Linked DNA regions of Triticum aestivum: region 1 is linked to region 2. A link is a contact called in public Hi-C data. All regions are on one chromosome and are shown on one strand. The core of a region is the stretch at or near the end of the contact, and the rest is flanking DNA. Distances in the headings are between cores, read along the strand shown. Region 1 holds the start of LOC123103599 (FCS-Like Zinc finger 5). Region 2 holds the start of LOC123103597 (L-ascorbate oxidase).

Evidence for each region. Hi-C and Micro-C count contacts between places; a contact is called where the count stands out from the background.
Region 1: a contact with region 2 is called in a Hi-C map of leaf, with 10 times the contacts expected there. The contact joins the promoter of LOC123103599 here to the promoter of LOC123103597 in region 2. A contact is called at or near these places in 2 of 5 Hi-C or Micro-C datasets (both in leaf).

What each region holds. Positions count from the first base shown.
Region 1 is chr5A:396,184,856-396,191,150 of IWGSC CS RefSeq v2.1, forward strand. LOC123103599 (FCS-Like Zinc finger 5) reads left to right here and starts at 1,842. Exons shown (of 2, transcript XM_044525241.1): 1 at 1,842-2,426; 2 at 2,544-2,986. The coding sequence starts at 2,092. The coding sequence ends at 2,709. LOC123106988 (a long non-coding RNA gene) reads right to left here and starts at 607. Exons shown (of 3, transcript XR_006451563.1): 1 at 554-607.
Region 2 is chr5A:395,793,351-395,800,217 of IWGSC CS RefSeq v2.1, forward strand. It overlaps LOC123103597 (L-ascorbate oxidase), which reads right to left and starts at 1,296. Exons shown (of 2, transcript XM_044525238.1): 1 at 352-1,296. The coding sequence starts at 1,152. It overlaps LOC123103598 (protein NO VEIN), which reads right to left. Exons shown (of 12, transcript XM_044525240.1): 12 at 5,810-6,867. The coding sequence ends at 6,011.

The sequences.
Region 1 (6,295 bases), core at 592-3,091, 390 kb after region 2:
CCATATGCCTTACCAAGCACCTGCCCTGCTTGCACTTTATCAAACTAAAGCCGCAACTTGCATATGTAATTATTTTATATGCAGTAACACTATACTAAAATATAATATCACAGCAGCAGCAGCCCAAAGGAACTGTATAATGCTGTACTAGAATTGTATACAAAGATGGTCTTCAAACATTATACTACAACATTATACAAACACAGTCTTCATAGAACAGTATTTGAAGATAGTCATCATAGAATTGTATATCCTTGAAAAACATTGTACTACAAAAATATATTACAAGTCCTGATGTTGTAAGTATCAATATGCAGTAAGATTATACTATACAGTATATTTACTACATACATATTATATTCAAATCACAAAACCAAACTCTACATCGTAGGCCAAGCCAGTTTTCAAATCACAAACCGAATGCTACATGTATATTTTACTTCCACATTTCCACAAACACTTGAAGTGCATGATCTAGCCATCAAGTACTCGAAGCAAATTAATGGAGAGAAACAGGGAAGGAGGCAAAGGACAGAGGGGAGATCATTCTTACAGGTTGGCCTTTGCTGGTGTTGACGGTGAGAGCGAGATCTCGCTAGCTGCGGCAGAGCTGGTTGGGGTCGGAGAAGGTGGAACCCTAGGCATCTGTTGCGGCAGCAGACCTTGCGCCCCTCTGCTACCGAAGCTGCTTCTCTTTGCCCACGCGACCGTTGCTGCAGCTGCTTCCCTTCCCTCACGCAGGTGCCCCGCCACCACCGCCGCAAGGGACAAGCCCGCTGCTGCCGCCGAGAGGAACAAGCCTGTCGTTGCCGCCGCGAGGAACAAGCCCGCCATCGCCGCTGCCGGGAAGAGGCTGCTCTCCGACGCGCCCTCCGCCTTCCGTCGCCCGCTCCGACGGAAAAAAACGAATCAGGCCGCCGCCGCCACCACAAGGAATGCGTCGGCCGCCGCCAGGGGCGATTCGATTTGGGGGAGACGCTAGGAATCGTGTGGTGACTTGTCTTTTTGCATATTAGTCCTTGGTTGCTATTTCTGCCCTCGATACAAACCGGTAAGTGTACAGCACATAGGCCTATCGTGACCAAGGAACTAATTAAATGGTTGCAATTAGTACATCTACAGCCACCAAACTCCTCAGTGACAAAATACCTGGTGGCAAATGGTATATTTTCTTGTAGTGTTATTGCTAAGCATCCTTCATTTAGTGATTTAGCAACTAAAGTTGTCCATGCATTGGTGGGCTTCTTCCATTTAAGTGTTTTTCCTAGGTTCCCGCGCTTGACATTGTTTCTTCTTGGGGCTACCACACCCATCTCTTTCCTCTTAATTACCTTGCCACATCATCTTTTTTGCCTACATGGCAACATTAGCACATGTACAAGGTGGAGCATTGGGAGATGCCTTATAAACCAGAAAGGAGGGGGTATTACAAAGTAAATAAAAAATATATGGGGTCTACAGTTGCTACGTAACCCAACCACAAACTCAGCTTTCATCTCATGCATCGAGCTGCTGAATCACACGTCCTCCCTTTCTATCCTTCACAAAAACTTCACCGTCACAATAATGCTCCTCCTCCTGCTACTGGTAGCAAAAACCAGCCAATGAAAGTTGCCAAGAGGTGCCTGGAATCGTAATAAATTCGGCGAACGACGTTGCGACAGGCCCCCGACCGAGCGCCCGGAAGCGAACAAGCGCGCAGCAATCAGGCGCGAGCACGATGCGGCCCAGGGCCCAGGGCCCAGGGGAATAACAATCAGTGCGCTGACGTGGATCCGATCGGTCATGGGACCCCATCCGACGGCCCAGATCCTTTCCCCCCTCTTTATCTTCCCCCTCCTCCCTCCCACCCTCGCCGTCGCAGATCCCCACCCTCGTCTCTTCCTCTCCACAAGCACACTGACGCACTTCCATGGCCGCCGCCTCCTCCTCGTCCCCCCCTCCCAGCTCCGCTTCCTCGCACCATTTACGGACTTTGCGGGCGTGCGTCTGGTAGGGTGGATCGTGCGAGAGCAGAGGCGTACGTCTTGGTTTGTCGGTTAAGGGAGGAGCTAGGCTGTGGTGTGGGGTGGAGCTAGGTGGGGGAACGCGATGAGGCGAACGACGAGCTTGAGGGAGGTCGCGCCGCCGTCCGTGTTGGCGGTGGTGTTGGAGGACGAGGACGAGGACGAGCAGGCCAAGGCGGTGGTGCAGGCCGAAGAAGGTGGCGCCGGCGGGGGGCAGGACTGGCTGGCGGCCCTAGGCGGCGGCAGCGGGGCCCCCGGGACGGACTGGCTCGCGGCGTACCGCGCGCGCGCGGCGCCGGCGCGGGCGGGGCTCCGGCGCAACTCGGCCGACTACTCCAAGGTCGAGACGGCCGCGTTCCTCCGCCACTGCGGCCTCTGCCGCCGCCTCCTCGGCCCCGGCCGCGACACCTTCATGTACAAGTACGTGAGCTGTCCGCCCCTGCATGCACGTGCAACGTGCATCAATGGCCAAGTAGCACCACTAGCCAATATACTAATCTGTTGCTTTGCTTCTGCTTCCGTTGCACGATTTTTCAGGGGCGAGGCGGCCTTCTGCAGCCTGGAGTGCCGGCAGCAGCACATAACGCACGAGGAGTGGAAGGACAAGTGCACGCCAAGGTCCATGAGCGAGGCGGCGGCGCCGGCGACCAGCCGCGGCCGCTCCGGCAAGACCGACACCGGCGGCACGGTGGCGGCGGCCTAACCTGACGGCGCACGAGAGGCAGGCACGCTATCATCTTCCGAAGCTACCTGCCGGCCAGTAGCTCTGGAAGCTCTCGCTTCTCACCGCCCGCTACGCATGTATTACTCTCGTACGTAGTACGTACGAACGCCTCCAATATGAATCGCTGGTAATCTGTGCAGGCCGTCAGCCACCGCTGGTCGATCGATCGACCATCGCCTCAGTACAACTGCATAGCTTTTTATCAATTGTATGTACACTTGGAGCTCGAATCCGTTTATGAGATCGTTCCTTCCTACGGTCCTCCACTACTGATCGATTAGTTAATTGCATCACCTCACGGATCTTATCTTGTTTGGCTTTGTGCATCCTCGACGGTTCATATTGCAGCACTGCGTAGACCGAATCCGTTAACGAAATTGCACTTTAATGAAGAGAGAAAAACAACCTTATCTTGCCTAGTGTAATCAAGTCTTGGTGATGTGTGCAGTCAAAAGGGATGTGATCACTGTTGTTACGTGCTCGTGAGGCCGCCGCCAGGCTGAAAGTTAAGAGTCATTGAACCAGTCGCGTGGTTACTAATCAATCCCGTGAGCAGCGCTGCGGCAGCGTATTAAAGCTTGTTGGCTCTCATGATACGGATATGGCTGTGGGCTTTACTACTTGAGCACTTGCTCACTAATTGCAACAATAAGACAAAATTCAGACGACTCTAGTACGCAACTATTCCAATGTGCAAGTGCAAGTATATAATACTCTCTCCTCCAAGTTCACAGTTAAACCCTTTAATTTGATCAAGTGTATATTATTAAAGAGTAAGATTACAACACCAAATCGATGCCACTACATACTACTCTCTCCGTCCCATAATATAAAGTGTTATTACGGGAAGTATTTTGTAATATATTAAATATATAATAGATGTTTGACCTTTTTTCTATGAACTTTTTTTTCAGAAACTTTCAATCTATTCATTTTCAATCATAGCAGTGCAAAGAACAAAATAGGTAATAAAATTACAACCATGTCCGTGGACCACCTAGCGACGACTACAAGTATTGGAGTGAGCCGAAGGCGCGCCGCTGTCATTGCCCCTCTTTCACCAGAGCCGGGCAACCTTGTTGTAGTAGGCAGTCATGACCTTTTTTTCTACAAACTGAAACAAATACAGCTTAGGATTAAATTAATAAACCTTGTAAATCCGGGCGGAGGAGTATATTGGTGTTTTTTTAACAGGATATCAGTGTATTTCCCGGCAGAAAACCCCTTTTGACTCTCAGGATCACATGATCCATTTTCAATTAAGTTCCTGGCACTTATCAAAAATTTTTATAGAAAATCTCACGTGCATATTACTCAACATGGTCTCCAGATTTAAAGTTTTGTGAAAACACAACTCATTTGTGGGGAAAAAGAATAACAAATTGGGGGCCTTTTTCAAAATCTCAAGATGCTATTGTACCTTCCCAGTTTCGTCTTTTCTTTTCACACAGGCTGCAAACCAACGATTTTTTTCCTTCTATAAAGACTGTTGGTACATGTTCACAAAATTGTTTTGGGGAATTTTTATACTTTTTTAACTCATTTTAAAAAACATCTGGAATCATGTGACTCAGAAATCCACAGAATCAGCTCTATTTGCTCGTGTGCGTCCTGGAAGCATCGATTCTCATTCCACAGATCCTTAAATAATTAGGGTTCCCTGATTCTCAATGACTAGATCGAGGAAGCATCCAGGAACAGAGCTGCTGCCGCTGCTGCTGCTGGGCTCTCATTGACATGTTAGCCTCGTCAGCAACGCATGCATGCCTGATAAGCGCATCACAGTTTTTGGAGACTGATAGGTGGTGGATCGTCCCTCCCATGTCAGTCAGTCAGTCCACTCCAGGCACCACCACCACCCCGATAGGTCACGAGTGGTCCGTTGCGTTGGCCGCACTGGCACCCAACCGCAGGCTCCAGGCCCCAAGCATCGTCCAGTTGTCCACGCACGCGACAGGGGACACCTCCTGTCGCCCACTCGATCAGCTCACTCACTCGCACCCCCCAATTGCCCCACTTTTCTTGTCTCCATCTCCCTTTATTTTTCATCATCTTTCGATCACGAGAGAGATGTATTTGTCACCGCACTCAACAATACTGCTAGCTACACGAATCCACCAGAGCGTGCACACACTAGAATTAGTCTAGCCTATCATATCAGGCCCGCCGTGTTCAGCCATCTCAAGTCGATGAGTATTTGAATGATGTGGATCGTCCCGCCAAAGAGTCGGCATAGACTATATCTTATGATTAGTCGGCAAAATTCTCTGAATTCGTATGAAATGCACATCCATGCTTATGCAAATACGAGCGCGTAATTTGGAAACTACTGGATGCGTAACCTCACCGTCTCACCAAGTGGGTTCTCCAGCTATCATTTTCCTTGGCCTTTACCGAAAAGCAGAAAAAAAGGGGAAAAAAGGCCCCCTCTTGCAAATTGTGTGGCGACCATAGGCCAAACTCGTGGTAACGACAATTGGGACAAAAGACATGGCTATCGGAAGGCGCTTTATTTTCGCTTGATCTTTCCGTCTCCAACTGGTGATATGTTTGTTCCTATTCCGTGGCTAGAAACAGTGCATTTTATGCATGTTGGGTGACCTGTAATACGTAGCGACTGCTAGAATCCGTGCTAGTTTCCTGGAAAAAGAAAGGGGTCCATACGGATTGTTTGTTGGCAAGGTTTTTGTAGTCATTGGAGACTGCCACTTAATTTTTTTAAAGCAAATAGTTAGGGAACCCCTGATGTATAAAAAGATTTCTAAGTTCATGTTTGTTACGATCTGAACCTAGATGAGCAAGTTTTTTTATTTAATCAGCTAGAGCCACTTCCTAAGACCACCCTTCCCAAATACTCCCTCCGTTCCATATTAGTTGTCGCTCAAACGGATGTATCTAGCACTAAAATACATCTAGATACATCCATTTCAGAGACAACTAATATGGAACGGAGGGAGTAATAATCACAGTTTCAACTTTAAAACCAAAAGTGTGCTTCACTTTCAACATTCACCCTTGCAAGTTGCAACGCCGGTCCTTCTTTTTTTACCCATACCACCCTCCGTTGATCTTTCTACACATATCTTCTTCCCTTTGTGATATCAATCCAACCTCATCTCTCTCATCCACTATCTTTTATCAATTTATGTCTACACTACCTTATCTACTATATTTTTCAGGGCATGTAGGCTCGTCTCAGTTGGTTTGACAAGATCGAGCTCATGTTGAATTTTGAAACTGAAACCCCCAACACCTAGACCAAACTTCAAAATATAGTAAGCCACTTGCCATGAATTCCGTGGTCTCGTCGCTTGTATTTCCAAGGTGTCAATCATCAAGGCTGGAAGTTATGATAATGAAATTGCTTTGGTAGGAAAGTTTAGTGATGGGTTGAATGGATCTTGTTTGAAGGTTAGAACCGTACAACAATAGTTCTATGATATTTTTCCCATTAATTTAAAAGGCAGAACGGAGGGAGCAATGGGTTGAGTGTAGATTCATTTATTTTAATCCGTATGTGGTCCATATTGGAATCTCTTAAATGACTTATATTTAGGAATGGAAG
Region 2 (6,867 bases), core at 46-2,545:
ACTACCCGGAGTATACTATTACCACTAATGGTAGCAGTGGCAAGCTGGCAGCAACAAGAAGGTGGCGGAGGGCATCGAAAATCAGATCCTCCTCGGTGCAATGTGAATATCTGACCGTGGTCTGCCCCGATCTCTCTTGTCGGCCTGCATGCGCGCACATGCATCCACATGTCCCTGGTCGCCTTTGCCGGCTATACGTTCGTATTGTTATTTTCACTCACACGTACTACGTCTCCATGTGCACACCTCCCAAACGAAGCAGTCAGACAGAACCAAGACCAACTTACGTACGTGCAGCTACAGTACGTGCTGAAGAAAGAAACCTTGAACACCGTCAACGATTGAATTTACCTCGATCTCGAAGTTGAGGGCGGAGAGGGAGGTGACGCTGGCGATGCGGAAGCGGTACGTCCTGCCGGGCACCACGGCGAACACCTGCGGGGCGCACTCCGGGTGCGTCGCGTTGCAGGCGGCGGCGGCGTCGGACGCCATGGCCGAGCAGTTGTACCTGCCGCGGCCGTTGATGAGCAGCGACTGGGGCTCGCCGACCCACACGATGGGGACGGCGGCGAGCCCCGCGGCCTGCTCGTAGGTGCTCTTGTGCCACCAGTCGTTGAGGAGGACCTCGTGCTCGCCGCCGTCGTACGCGAACGGCTCGGCGTCGGCGCTGCCGGGCGCGGCCGCGACGACGATCATGCCGTTGAGCCCGGCCGAGCGCTGCATGCCGTAGTGCGCGTGGTACATGTAGGTGCCGGGGCGGTCCACCACGAACCTGTACTCGAAGGTGTCCCCCGGGAGGATCGGGCACTGCGTGACGCCCTCCGTGCCGTCCGCCCACGGCGTGCCCAGCTGCCGGATGCCGTGCCAGTGGATCGCCACGTTTTCCGTCATCAGCAGGTTCTTGACGGTGACCACCACGGTGTCGCCCTGCACGGCGCGGATGGTGGGGCCCGGGGTGCCGCCGTTGATGGTGACGGCCAGCTTGCGCACGCAGTCCGAGTGCGTGAACTGGTAGCTGATGTCCCATTGCTCGTGCACCGTCTTGGCCTCGGCGACGGCGGCGAGCGCCCACAGGAAGAGGAAGAGGCAGCAGAGGAGAAGCTGTTTCGCGCATAGCAACGACGACTCCATTGCTGCGCCACCACCGCTCATGGCCTACGGCTAGCAAGCTGAGGAGAGGATGGTGTGGCCTTGGCTAGGGAATGTCCGTTGCTATGTGCCGGAATGGGCAAGGGCACGCGCTCGCTATGGTTTGCTCTGTTGTCCGGTGTATTTATAGGGACCGGGCATTGAAACCATCCATGCCATTGGCATTGCCATGCCGGTCTCTCTGATCCAACGGGCGACTGGCAGTACGTTTGGTGCTACTAATCCATCATCGGTAGCAAGTTGGCACTAACTCATTCCTGTCTTCTTCAAAACTAAAACGAGGTGGAATTAAATAGCTCTCAAATAAAATAGAAGAGGTAGGTGAAAAGTACATACCGCGCCACTGTAAATGAGGGAGCGTCGCAGCGTCGGTCAGCCCGTATATACTGCCCATATTAGCCCCGTGCTGTATACATTCTTCGAGATGATGTAGACCAATAATGCTAAACATACAAAGAGTTACACGCAATTACACGCAGCCTAGAATTTTTTTATTTACTAACCAATCATAAACCTGCCCTCCCTGATTTTCAGGGGGTGGGCCGCCTTACCACCTATTGACCAATCAAATTAACCTTTTTTTATAAAAGCTTGTACTTCCCCCGTCACAGTTTAGAAGGCACAGTTAAATTTGCGTGCGTTTCCACAATAGACAAGGTTTAAGGCGCATTGCATTTATTTTTAGTAGCTAATTAGTACTCCGATATACTATTTCTATATGCATACGTAGTGTGAATGTTATTTTTTAGTCCATCCCACAACCAATAGATAACCACCTAGATCCCAAAGAATTTCCAAGCGCGCCTTCTAAACCGTGACGGAGGGAGTAACTCGTTTGTACGTGTAGCATTACTCTGCTGTAGACTGCATGCATGCAAATGGTTTTTCTCTAAAAAAAGATGCATGCAAATGGTCACCTGAATCTGATATGATCAGATCAGATCGGTGTCCAGTACGAACATAAGCCGCGAAATGTCCAGTACGAAATTTCGTCCGGTGTCCCCCGCTAAAAGATACGTTTGGTCCACGCGAACGAACAGTATCAATTTTTTATATTTTTTTTGCGAAGCGAACAGTATCATTTTTAACAGGGAGCGCACCAACTAGGAAGTTGCGAGCATGACAAGCATGCATGCATGGCTACACTTAATTAATTGCGAGCTGGTGGTCTTATAGCTTGATTTTTTCGGACGCGCTTGCTGATTCTCTGCTGATTTTGCTCCGTAGCTTTGACTGTTGACTGGTATTTGTTTTCGCGAGCAACTCACGGATGCTTCGCGCCTTCATCCTCAAATATGACAAATATGACCCTTCAAACGTTGAGTGACCGATCACTTCTCAAATTTACAAAACTACATCTGAACACTTCATACTAAATTTTTTAAATCCATACAAAAGCATGCAAAGAAAAAACCTACATACTATGTAGATTACCTAAAATTACTCCTCGTCGGAGATGTCGACTATCTCCGTGCCAGCTCCGGGTACATGGGCGGCAGCTGCAGCTCCGCCGGCACCTTCGACACATTGGTTCGGGTTGCAGCGCAGAGAGGAAGGAGGCGGATGGGCTAGGGTTGGGAGACGGCGGACGGCTTAAATAGCCGGATTTTTACCTCGGGCAGCGAGCCGGAGCGTGCCACACGACCTTCACATCGCGGCGACGGAGAAGACGTCCGTTGGACTGCCGGGTTTCTGGGCGATTCCGCGTGGGACCCCATCCTCAGCCCTACGTGGGGACGCGTCCGGGCGTCCCCATATCCGCCTCATATTTGAGTTAGATATGAGGGTTGCGGTCAGCCCTGACGTTTGAGTCCCGTTTTAGGCTTTTCTTTTCACATACCGAAATGCTTGGGCTTTACACAAGAACATTTGGAGTTTTGGACATAAAAATATGCATGTTTAATTTTTTTTCCATACTTTTTTCACATTTGCAAAAATGGCTTTTTGGCGCGCATGGGCATATGCTCCCTAGAGCCGAATTTGGTTTCCGCGCCAAATTTTGCTACTAATTTTGTTATTACCTGTCGCACTGTAATCGTGTTTTGCAACAACCGTGAGTAGTTGAGAACTGAGATTGGCGGTGAGCAAAATCAAGGGCACGTTCAAGAATCAACTACTTTTATGCGATGATATGCTCATAATTTCATCACTAAGAAAACTATTATTCATGAAAGCTGGTGTTATTTGACAGTATCCCCTTACCTGGTTTCCCAGAAATCGATCATTCCCATTCTCACGTGTACTACTAATTACAACTAGAAAAGATCTTTAGAAAAGCAAAGCTGTTAGCCAGCTTTATCTTCGACCTTCCAGCCTTCGCTTCCTTGACATTTTCTGTTCACCGACTGTTTGGATGCGGCTTGGTTAGAAAATAATGATGTCTTCTTTCTCTTTCTCCTTTTTGCAAAGAAATTATTGTCGCTCTTTTGAACTGGAATGTTCTGATTTATCAAAGCGATTCTCTTTCCAGAACAGAATGTAAAAGATTTCACTCGCTTTGAGTTAGCTGTCTAGCTAATTAATTATATCACCAATGCAGAATTATTTCACGTGTGGTGCACACTGTGTAGCTCATCCACAGATGATATAATTTCTTTCTCTACGGAGTAAAAAAGCTTGAATGAGGCAAAAGACTCGTTATTTTCATTAATTAACAAAAGTTGTGAGAATTGTCCGTCTTTTTTTCTTTTCTAACAGAAATTGTTGCCTTTTTTTAAATTTAGCTTACATTTCCTTTTTCTGATTTTACTGTTTACGGAGAGCATTTGAGCTCGATCCGGATTAACCATTCTTCTGTTTTTAGTGGATTTTTTTATAGATGATTCCAATCTATTTATCAAACATCAAGATATTACAAAGAATACTAGAATCAATAGAAATTATATCCAGGTCTGTAGACCATCTACCGACGACTGCAAACACTCAAGCGAGCTAAAAGCATGCCACCGTCATCGTCCTCCCTCACCGGAGCTGGATAAACCTTGTTACTCTTCTTCCGATGTCAATCGATAAACTATTCAGTTGAACATTGTGTAGCTCATCCACAAGGGATGTTATACCGTGTTCTCTACGGTTTTTCCTTTTCCTTTTTGACACAATCCTCCATACGTACCAGACTGATTAAGCACGGGTATAATTAATTAAGGCAGTTTGCGTACGTTTAACACAGAGGCGGCTCTAATTCGTAGCTCTGCACTCAAGCTCATGTCATGAAACAGTAGCGTGTACGTATATGTCATGCATATGCAGACATGCCCTTATCTGCATCAAACCATTGCTCCTTTTATTTTTGTTGCAATGAAAATCATGACGTTGCTGTACTTAAAACAAGGCACTGAGAATCTGGAACGATTTTTCATTTTATTTTTTTATTTTTAAATTTTGAAACGAGGCAAATTGCCATTTTCATTGATTAAGAAGAAGGAGAATTGCCCAGTTAATTGACGAAAAACCAGGCTAAAACCGATACAATCCAGCCCACAAAATGGGCACCACCGGCCAACCTGGCCACCAACATGAAACACAGAGCTGCAGGACAGCTGCACAAGCCACGGCGGCACATGCCAACAGATGGCCACACACACAAACAACCGACAGCTCCGACTTTGACGACGAGCATCAGGAGGGAAATATGCAGGACTTGCGCCGACCGTGCTCACCGCAAACGACCACTGAGTGCCTGTCATCGTCGCCGCCTGGACTTGCTCCACCGCAGCTCCGACTTCAAAACAACCAGGCAACCCACGGAAGAGCACCTCGGACACGCCGGGAAAATCCGACTACCAAAGCCCGAGCCGCGACCGAAGCTCCTCTCGACGCCGTCGTCGTTGCCATACAGAAATCAATGCCCCCGAAACAGCCTCCTCAGCAAACCACGCGGCGAAGATGCCGCCAACCACCGGTCTCCAGTTGTAGCCGGCTCCAAGACGATGCCCCCAAGGAGGAAGAAGACGTGAAGGCGCCTTCATCGCCTGATCCCGCGGATCAGAGGTTTCCCTCCAGAGCCAAGGCCGCGGGAAGAGGGGAGAGATAGCACACTGTAGCAACGCTTCCAAGAAAGAGAGCGAGTGAACAACGTTTTTAAAAGACGAACTATCCTTTACGCCATTAAATTGCTATTTTCTGCGCAGGCAAGAAATATGTTATTATTCGCATGTCATGACCGTAACACGGTTTTGCACGCGAGGTCATATTTTGCCTAGTAGGGATTTGACTTTTCCCTGGGCTTGTTTTTTAACACAGTACGTGCCCTGTTGATCAACGCAAGCAATGTTGTATCCAAGCACAAGCTACCTTATTCGATAGGTAGTTATGGATGAATTTCTGGAGCATTTACCTGTATAGACGAGTGAAGGGACACGGTCAAAAATCAAAACGCACGCTCTTGCCTCTTCGTTCATGGTAAGTCAAAAATCAAAACACATGCTCTTGCCTCTTCATCCATGGTAAGTCAAAAATCAAAACGCACACTCTTGCCTCTTCGTCCATGTTAACTCATACATACCACTCCCTCCATCCCATAATATAAAAGTGTTGTGTTAAAAACACTTTTATATTATGAGACGGAGGGAGTAGCTCGGAAAGTGAGAGGAAATTATGCTCAGCGCTGGAAGCGGAACGTCGACAGAGACACCTGACAGACCAGCGCCCGTGCTAATCGTAAACTGGAGACAGACATTCACTCACTAGATTGCCATCACTAAACACGTTCAGGTTCAGGTAACATCCGCCAAAGGGACAGGTTAGAGAGCTACACCTACACTAGTAGTACTTCTCTACACATGAGCTACACTGCTACACTAGTTATACACAAAATCTAAGAGTTACACAAATCACGGAGGCATCAGTGCGTGAGGCTTGATCAAGATGCAGATTCATCGGGGGTCGGCGATTTCGAGTCGGACTTCAGCGAAACTGAGATTTGGTTGAGTTTTCTATATTTTTTCGACATAACAAGAGCAAAATTCAAATCGTCGACCTTCTGGTGGCAGAGCTTCTGTGGATTCTTCATCATCATTATATTCGCTTTGTCTGAGCCTTTCAGCACGACATGGGCGATGCTGAACGAATCCCCTTTCTCCAGCGCGAATTGCCATTCATTGGGTGTGATGTGGAACCAGTCCTTGTTTGAAGTCACGGTCGCCTTCACCTCCACATACTCTGCCGCGCCACCCTCGGGCGTGATGACAATGTCATAGGGAAGCCCAGATTCCTTCTCTTCATTCACCCACTTGACATTGCTAGGTCCCAGCTGCCCGGCAAGGTATTGGTGTACCGCAGCTTCACCAAGCCTGCCGGTTCTTGACCGCTCGTCTGGCTTGTGAACTGTGGCTTTCCCAGGCGTGCCAGCTCCTGACCCGCTTCCATCTTCTGCAACATCAGCAAGTTTCTCATCAACGTCGGTTAGCTCAGTTTCATCAATCAGACTTGGTGAGCTTCCTGCTTCCAAGTCCAAACAAGCAGGCTCATCATCAACTTCCATCGTACTCTGTATGCCTAGTATATGTTCTGTTGTTGGATTCTCTTTCACGGCATGATCCCCTTCAATCTTGATGGGAACCGAAGTATCTTCCATGGGTCCACACACGACAGGCTTGCTAAGCTCTGATGAAGATGCAATATCATTCACCTTTATCTCTTCCTGGCTTATGTAAGAGGTTTCAAGATCAGGTGCTGTTTCAGGATTATTTGGTGGGTGGCTTTCAATGATTCCTGGGT